Linked DNA regions of Pan troglodytes: region 1 is linked to region 2. The links are chromatin contacts, called in public Hi-C maps. All regions are on one chromosome and are shown on one strand. The core of a region is the stretch at or near the end of the contact, and the rest is flanking DNA. Distances in the headings are between cores, read along the strand shown. Region 1 holds the start of SIM1 (SIM bHLH transcription factor 1). Region 2 holds the start of PRDM13 (PR/SET domain 13).

What was found. A called contact is a pair of places that touch in the nucleus more often than the background predicts.
Region 1: a Hi-C map of induced pluripotent stem cells shows a contact between it and region 2, with 6 times the contacts expected there. The contact joins the promoter of SIM1 here to the promoter of PRDM13 in region 2. A contact is called at or near these places in 3 of 7 Hi-C or Micro-C datasets (induced pluripotent stem cells and stem cell-derived neural progenitor cells) and 1 of 1 other capture datasets (stem cell-derived neural stem cells).

Annotation. Positions count from the first base shown.
Region 1 is chr5:112,401,249-112,405,306 of NHGRI_mPanTro3-v2.0_pri, reverse strand. SIM1 (SIM bHLH transcription factor 1) reads left to right here and starts at 1,690. Exons shown (of 11, transcript NM_001081488.1): 1 at 1,690-1,864. The coding sequence starts at 1,690.
Region 2 is chr5:111,550,389-111,554,718 of NHGRI_mPanTro3-v2.0_pri, reverse strand. It overlaps PRDM13 (PR/SET domain 13), which reads right to left and starts at 2,782. Exons shown (of 4, transcript XM_016956391.3): 1 at 2,422-2,782; 2 at 745-879; 3 at 310-430. The coding sequence starts at 2,592.

The DNA of each region.
Region 1 (4,058 bases), core at 441-2,940, 850 kb before region 2:
GACCCGGCACCCTGAGCTCATTAGGAGTCCAGCGGTCCCGCGGGTAGTAAGATTCAGAGCCCGGAGCCTGGGCGCGCGGAGGGCGGCTCGGGGCCGACTCGTGTCACTCAGCCCTATTGGCCAATGAGCGCCTCGCCCCTGGCCGCGCCAGGCCAATGGGAGGCTAGGAGGCTTGTGAGTGGCATTGAGGGAGGGCGGGAGAGAGGCGGCCCGGGAGTGAAGTTGAAGCTAAACCCTTAAGCTATAAAGAAGTTACGGGGGGCAGTTTTCGGCTTCCAATTAGGAATAATAGTGAACTGGCTTCGTAGCAAGTACGGAGGACCAGGATTCTAAAATCACCTCACTCGTCCCAAAGCTTGCATCCTCCTCTTTCTGTCACGCACCCCTCCTCCAATTCATGATCCAGAAAAGGGAGCCGGGAATGCTCTGCTCCTCTCTGCCGGTGGGAAGCGGAGAGGCCGGCGGTGTCGCTGGGTTGGACGGTAGGCATGAGAACAGTTAAGAGATGGGCGCCCCCGAAACCTCTGCCGCTTGTGGGGACTGAAGGTAGGTGAAGCAGAAGACGCACCGCGCCCGCCCAGCAGCCCCGCAGCTCCGCGGTGGTGTGGGAGAGGCCGCGGCGCCTCCCACCCCCGGGGGAGCCTGCGAGGGGCTGTCGCGAGCGCGCCACCTGTTAACCTGGCGCTGCTGGGCCCCGCTTGTTGCAGCCCCTGCTGGGCAGCCAGAGCGCTGGGTCGCCTTGGGAGTCCCGAGAGACTTGGTGTGTAAGTCACTTTTTGAGGAATCCCTCAGACTTGAGACCCAAGTTAAAGAGGTAGCCAAGGTCCAGATCTGCCAAGGTAGGGAGCTGAAAGGCCCCTGCCTCGCCGTGGAGGAATTCTGATTTGCGGAAACCTGCTTTCCTGGGACGTGCGCCCGGCCTGGGCGCGGACTCGGGGATCCGCGGCGGAAGATCCCTTGCGGGTCTTCAAAAATATGTATTTTGTTGTTTGGGCAACTTCCCAGGGGTCTGGAGGATGTGGCTGGCATGGGTGAGGGAATGCCAGCATTATTTGCAGGGGGCTGTCTCGCTGCCAATTTACCCGTTTCTTTAAAAACAAACCCAAAACGCCTGGCTAGGCGCACTGAGGCCCTTTCCGGCCGTGTTTTTGGAATTGGGACGAGTGTGTGAGTACTTGTGGAGCCGCTGATCTCTTATGCTCTGATGCTGTTGTCTTCACAGGGCCTTGAAAGAGTTGTCTGGGGTTCCTGCTCTTCCCAAAGGGGCTCGGAGATACCTTAAATGCCGCGAGACTGAAGAGCAAACGTCAGGGATTATTATGTCGATTTTCCGAGGACCAGGGTTCGCAGCTGGCAGTAGAAGAAAAGGCTGGCTCCTCAGGGGTCCCACTGGCATTTGATACCCCGAACGACCCCCAGGATTGCCCAAATTCGGTGGATCGCCCAAATTCGGTGGATCAGCAACTTTCCTATACTGCATCGCGCATTTTCAAAGAACATATTTTCCGTTCACCCCGGCTGGTCTTTTACTGCCATCAATACACTGTTCTTGGTGCAAATACTTCAGCCTCTTTATTCAAAGTATGTTTTTTGTTTTTGCCAAATATGATCTCTAATTGAAAGTTTATTTTTGGTTTTGGATGAATCTGCGGAGCTTAAGTTGTGAGAAGAAAGGGGGAACAAGACACAATGAAAGAAAAGTCCAAAAATGCTGCGCGGACTAGGAGGGAGAAGGAAAACAGTGAATTTTATGAACTGGCTAAATTACTGCCTTTGCCCTCGGCTATCACCTCGCAGCTGGACAAAGCATCCATAATCAGACTCACGACCAGCTATCTCAAAATGAGAGTGGTGTTCCCAGAAGGTAAGTGACTTTGCCCAGATGGAATTTCAAAGGCAGAAGGGGCTGGGGATTTGCCAGGCAATGAGCCGACATCAGTGACCAGAGAAATGCATACATATTTACATATATATTCTGCAAAGGGAAGTTTAGCTCGGCTGCTTCACTAAGGTCCTCACTGAACTCAGAATTTCTGTCGCTTTTTTGAGGCTCCCTCTACCTCCCCATCAATACTTTCTCTTCAGTCCATCAGATATGTTTGGTTGGGAAGCAGCCCAACAGTCCTTTTGTCAACACTTCAGATACTAGGCTCAATTGAAAGTACTACTAATCCAAACATGACTTTCTTTTTTACTCCTCTTGTTAGAATTTTGTCCAGTAAAAACCAGGAGCACTGCCTAATTCTGTATTTTTTTTGCCAGGTGTGGATAGACCCATGTACCTGGAGCTAGATAGGCCAGATAATAATTTCTCTATATATCTAAAGCTTTGCAAATGAGTAACATGCATATTTGTGAACAAGTATGCCTGAATTTACTCAAGTTCTTAAATAAATTCTAAGCAAATTTATTCCGAGTTTTCAAGACATTCGCAGATTCTGAAACTAACTCTGGAGCTTGATGATTTGCAACTGTGGGCTTGATGTTATCTGTAAGATAATAGGCTAGTCCTAAAATACATAAGATTGAATTAAGATGGCTAGCCCGCTTAGAAAATATCTTCTGGGTGGCAGGTTGGCAAATAGATCCTGAGAAAATTGCCTTATAAGGCCTAGAAGTTAGAATAGCTGAGCTGTTGACATGATTTAAAACTCATATTTAGATTATCAAGATTCACGGTGTGAGGACAGAGCAGCTTTCATAGAACACTGTCCTATATACAACCATTTATACTTACTAGAAAAGGACACTTTTCTATTTGTCCATCTTTTCCTTTACTTGGATTCAAATAATGCAAACAGATTTTTAAAAATATTTTAGATATGTCTTTGCTGGGGGAAGGGATTCAGAAATGTAAAAGAGGGATTACTGAACAAGCAAACAAACAAAAATCCAAGGGAAAGAATTGTGTTTATTTACAAATGAGAACTTCTGACTTGACCCCTGGAGGTTTTTGTTGTTGTTGATTTTAGATGTTTGGGGTTTGTGGTTTTCCATTAAATGAATGGATGGGCAGGAAACAGTCATTATTGGGTTTGCAGTTTCACTTTGCTTGATCATGACATAAAAGTTATTATCTAAGTCAAAAAGCCTGCAAAACATGCTCCAAATTAGTGGAGCATGAAAAACATGCTCCAAGCTAAAGGAAAACTTTCAAATTATAGTTCAGTTCTACCTTCAAACTACAAGTGATGCTTTAGTCGTTCCCTCCTAAAGCAGTTCCTTGAACAGTTCTTCTCTGACCCTGGAAACTGTGGGGAAAAAAGAAATCAAAGCCTAAAGTACCTGAAAATTAAAAAAAAAAAAAAAAAAAAAAAGAAAGAAAGAAAGAGAAAAAGAAGAAAAAGAAGGGGAACTTTTATACTAAAAACCACATTTCCCATTCAAACTGTGCTATGAATTGTCGATGGGATAATTACCATTATACCACACTGCCTTCTATTTAAAAAAGAGATCTCGTTGTCTTTTATACTGTCAGCGCCTACTTTATAAAAATAAAGCTATTGCGAACTCCGCTGGCCGCACTGTTCCTAACAGGATTATTAGCAGTGATTTGTCAGCCCCTGCGGTCTCAGTGGGCTCCCTTTCTGCGTGATTTCCAGCCGGTCTCGTCAATTATTGGTGCCGATGTCGCTCGCTGTTTGATCAGAAGCAGCATATGGTGTTGCTTGTGGGGCTGCGAGTAATCGCGGGAGGAGAAGAATAGCAGGGCGGCGTTCTGGGGCGGGCACCGAGCCGGCCGGGAGAGCCCGGGGAGTCGGCCGGCCACGGACGCTAGTCGGCTTGGTGTAGACCCGGGGGCAGGCGCAGCTGGGAGGAAATCGGGCTGTTTTCTGCTGTTGTTTTGTTTTTGTTTTTAAAAGAGCAAGCCTTTTTGCATAATTAAGTGCTAACTCTACACATTATAAGTCTCGTTATAAATAAATAGGAACAAAATAAACTCTTACAGCCAACCTCTCGTTATTTTTAAAGAGAGCGCCAATGAAGGCTCCAGCTGGAGTCCTCTTGGTGGCCAGAACGGTCCCCTCTGGCTACTTTAACAGTGACTGTGCTTTCTG
Region 2 (4,330 bases), core at 1,533-4,032:
CCGCGCCTAATTTTTTTTTATTTTAATTGGGTAAATAATGGTCTGTTTGAATATGCAACAGAAAAAGGATGGCCCCATTAAGTTCATAGAGCCTACTTTTTCCCCTGCCATTGTGAGCCAGATTGCTACTATCACTGTTATCGTTTATGGTTGATTTTAAGGAGGTAGTGGCGACCTCTCTCCTCTTTGCCTTGAAATACAGGGAATGTGAATTCCATTTTACATAGATCGAGCTATGTCTAGGGACTCGCTTCAAGACAGGAGGAGGAGGGCTGGACTCTTGCCCATCCACGCTTTTGGAATGGGTACCTTTCTCGTCGTGAGTCGGAGTCGCTGTGGTGGGGATGTCGAACCACTGAGCCAAGGAGTTAGAATACCACACTGTCAGCTCCTCCCCTGGCTGGACGTCTCGCAATGCTCGGTAGAAGATCTGGGACGCAAGGAATAGAACAGTTCAATGTCATTTCCTGGGTAATCGGTCAAAAAGCAACTGAGAAGAAAGGTTCAAATCCGGATTCTGATGCTGTGTGACCCTGGAGAAGCTGCTGGAGCTCTCTGAACTTCACTTCCCTCATCCTTCAAACGGAAAAACAATAGTAACTACCTTAAAGGGTTGTCGAGACGTTTAAATGAGACGTCTAGCTAAAGCACTTTGCTCTTAATATTTTTGGCCACCGCAGGGACGGTTAGGTAGACTGAATTGGCGGTGGGGAGTAGGGGGGTGTGGAGAGAAGCCCGCAGTACCTGTCCTCCGGGTAAGTCTGCAATAGCTTCCAGAGTCTGTTCCTGGGAGTTTCTGGCTGCCCGGATTAACCCTATCCACTCCAGAGGGGAGCCCCCCGACTCGTCCACCAGCTCCCCTCTCACCATGCGCACCTGCAACACAAGCAGTGGTCGTTCTCCCCCGCACCTTGGCCAGGCCCACAACCCAAACAGAAAGTTTATCCTCCACCCCCACCCAACACAGGAAAGTGGTTGTTTTTGGTTTGGCCAGACCACTATGGGCTACTGGGAGGAGGAGAATTCCTTAGGACCTTGCTTCGGGGAGGGAGAAAGAGGAAAGTCTACCTATGCTAACAGTACTCCCACTTCCCTGCGCCCCACCTTGACGACACGGGGAGGGGGGAGGGGTGTTGAGAGCATCCTCCCTGAGTGCTTAGGCACATCTTGTACCAAGTTGTCCCCTACCCCAGCTCTCCCATTTGCAGTTCTGAGAGCAGCCGTAACACCACGGTAGAGACATTTCTAGGTCAGTCCCAGGGCCCAGAGCGTACCCCCGACAAACAAACAAAAAAATTATCTCATGCCTCCTGTATTCTGTATGCATCGCACCTAGTTGCCTGTGAGCCCTGCAGCTAAAGTCTCGGAACAAAGCCCAAGCGGGGAAAAGCTTGCCCGCAGCTGGCAGGCCATTTAAAAGCAATTAAAACGCGTTTAAAGAGGAATGCGCGGTGGGCACCAAACCCTGCTTTAGACTGTAGTGGGGGGCGTGATTGCAGGAGGAGCGAGATGCAAGTCCCGCTGGCTGGACACCGGAGCTTTTTACTAGAAAGCTCCAAGCAAGGCAAGCTAAAGCCAAGGAGGCCAAAGTCCTTTCTTCTACCCCAGACTTCTGCCTTCATTTCCCGGTCGCTGTTTGCCGACCTTTGGCTCCTGGGACGCCCCCAAAGCGGGCGAGTGCTTTAAGTCTCTCTGGTCAGGGGTCGCGACGGTGTGTGGAGTGTGGGAGTCAAAGCTAGTGGTTTGGCCCTGGCGCCTCCCGGTTGGGACTCTGGACTCTCAGAGCCCCGCTGCAGACGCTCTGACCCTGTGCCCCGCGCGGATGGGTGCCCCTCGCCCTTGGAGCCCGCGTCAGAGCCAGTACCTTGCTCATCCTCTCTCCATATGCCGCAAACCCACAAGCCGACATCGGCAAGGGAAAAAAAAAAAACATCTGAGGAGGTTCTAGGAACTGAGAGCCTCCCAAAGATTTTTTTTTCAGGAAAAAAAAATTATTTTAAGGCGAAATTAGGCCTCAAATTAACATATTGAAGGGCAGAAGGGAAGAAAGGGTCTCGATGCCCTGAGCCCCCAGAAAGAGGGTGCTTTTGCAGAGAGAGCTGCGAACAGCGTGCGGGGGTGGGCTTCTGGCTTCTGGCTTCTGACTGAGGAGACCCGAGAGCGCAGGGGAAAACACAAGCTGCGAATGGTCCCGGCACCTACAGCGCTCAGTGCACCCCACCCAGGGCTGTCGCCTCTCGGCCACATCCTCTCCTCTCAGCCCGACCCCGTCCAGCTCTCACAGTTAAAGAGGCTACTTGCTCAGAATAATAGGAGTCCCCTTCCACCCGGGAGAATTAGCAGGTAACGACTCAATCACTCCCTTCCTCCACTTTCTCTCGTATCCCTTTCCCGGGTCAGGGCACTGAGAGGCGAATGGCAGTGGGCAGAGGTCTGAATGGTCAATACCTTTTTCTTAGGCCCGGGCTCCCTGCGGTCTGACAGGTACTTGCCCAGCTTGAAGGTACCAGGCACCGGTCCGAGGCGCAAGCCGGCCGGGATGCAGCAGTCGGCACTCACGCTGGTGGCTGGCGCTCTGGCGGCTCCGTGCATTGTTGCCGCCGCCACCAGGCAGGCGCTCGGGTGCTCCAGGTCCTTGGAAGGGCGCGAGTGACAGAGCTGGAGCTGCGCGCTAGCCAGAGAGCCGCGCCCCGACGTGCGTCCTCCGCCCGCGGAGTGACGCGGGCGGGCATGCACTGCGCCTTTTCAATCGGGGCGGGAGCCTTTTGGCACCGCTAGCGCAAGGGCGCGGAGTTTGGTGAGAGAGTTGCGCTGCGAAGCAGCTGCAGAGTCCCACCCGAGAGGGTCACATGGAGTGGTTCCCTCAGCCCCCTGCATAATCGAGGCCTCTGAATGGCTAGCACACAATGGTCCAGGCGACCTTCCCATTCCTAAAAATCCAATTTGTCAAGGGCGAAGAAAAGGCACTGGTGAATCAAAGGTCCGGCGGGACCATTAATCCTCAGCATGGGGTATTGTCCTCCAGACAGTTACGATATTTTAAGTGACAAATCCACTGTATAATTTCTCCATAAATTTTACTTCCTTTTATTGTTCCCCGACAAACCAGTTTTGGGAAATAAGTGACTACTTTAAGTCTACTTGGCTGATTCCTTTGAGCCTTGATCTACTTCAAAGATTTTTAATTCTCTCCCCTTGGCTTTATTGTAAAGGAGATTAAACAAAGAGATGGAGACTGTTTGGAGGACTTGTTAACTTCTATTGATTTCTGGCGTGTGCCATACAGAAATTAGGCAGGTACTTGATGGGAAAACACCAGAAAATACCTACACTTTTTAAATAACAACCATATTACCATTTCAGGGGATTGGGTTCAGGCCAGTCGTCTATTTAGAACCGCTTTAATTCTCACTTCTGTCCCATTTCGTCCGAAAATATGATGAAGCCTCCAGACCAAGTTGAGAAGGGGAGGTCAACTGTTCATCACTTTTCTCGGGCACACCCCGGGCCTGCACTTTCTCTGGAGAATGGGAAACAGCCCCAGAACCAACAGTTTCGAATGGGGATCCTGCGCCCCGGTCTGCAGCCCAGGGTTGAAGGGGAAGAAGTTCTACCAGTGGGTTATTGATCACGTCCCCTAGAAGAGGTCCTTGGACTAACTCCCCTAAAACCAGCAACCTGGACTTTTCTATTAAAAAAAAAAAAACAGAGTAAACAAAAACGAAAATCACCGCAATCGGTTAAAGGTTGTAGAGAAGAGGGGCGAGGTGGGCGTTTGGGACAACTCTTTCTTACACCTACTTTGTGAATAACAAGACGTTGTACTTCAGAGTTAAACCGGAGAGCTACCCGTTTTCTTTTAGGGAAGCCTCCAATTGGCGTGAGGACATTTATTTTCATAAATAGTAGCCGAGTGATCAAGTTCATCAGATATTTGTGATTTCTGCCGGCACCTGCCGCGTGCTGCTAGTTCTGGGCACAGCTCCCCAAATCCTATGCAGCCAGCACCCGAGCCCGATGCAGTTCTTCCAAGAGAGGCCTGAGTGGTGGTGTATTTCCAAGCCTAGCGCCAGAGGCCCAACCACTGCACAAAAGGGCGGAGGGCCCTCAGCAGCGCCCACGCTAGCTTCTCCTAGAGGCTTTGTCGGCTGAAAGTGTTGGAGTGATTGTGGTTAGCAAGGGTGGCAGGACGCAAGGTGGCGACACCTGCAACTCAGCAGTTTATCTGAGGAGGGTCTTCAAAGAAGCTCCATGTGGTGCCCCTCACTCGAAACCTATGTTCACCATACTGGGCAGGTCCAGGACACTCAGGATCATTCACCCTGTGCTC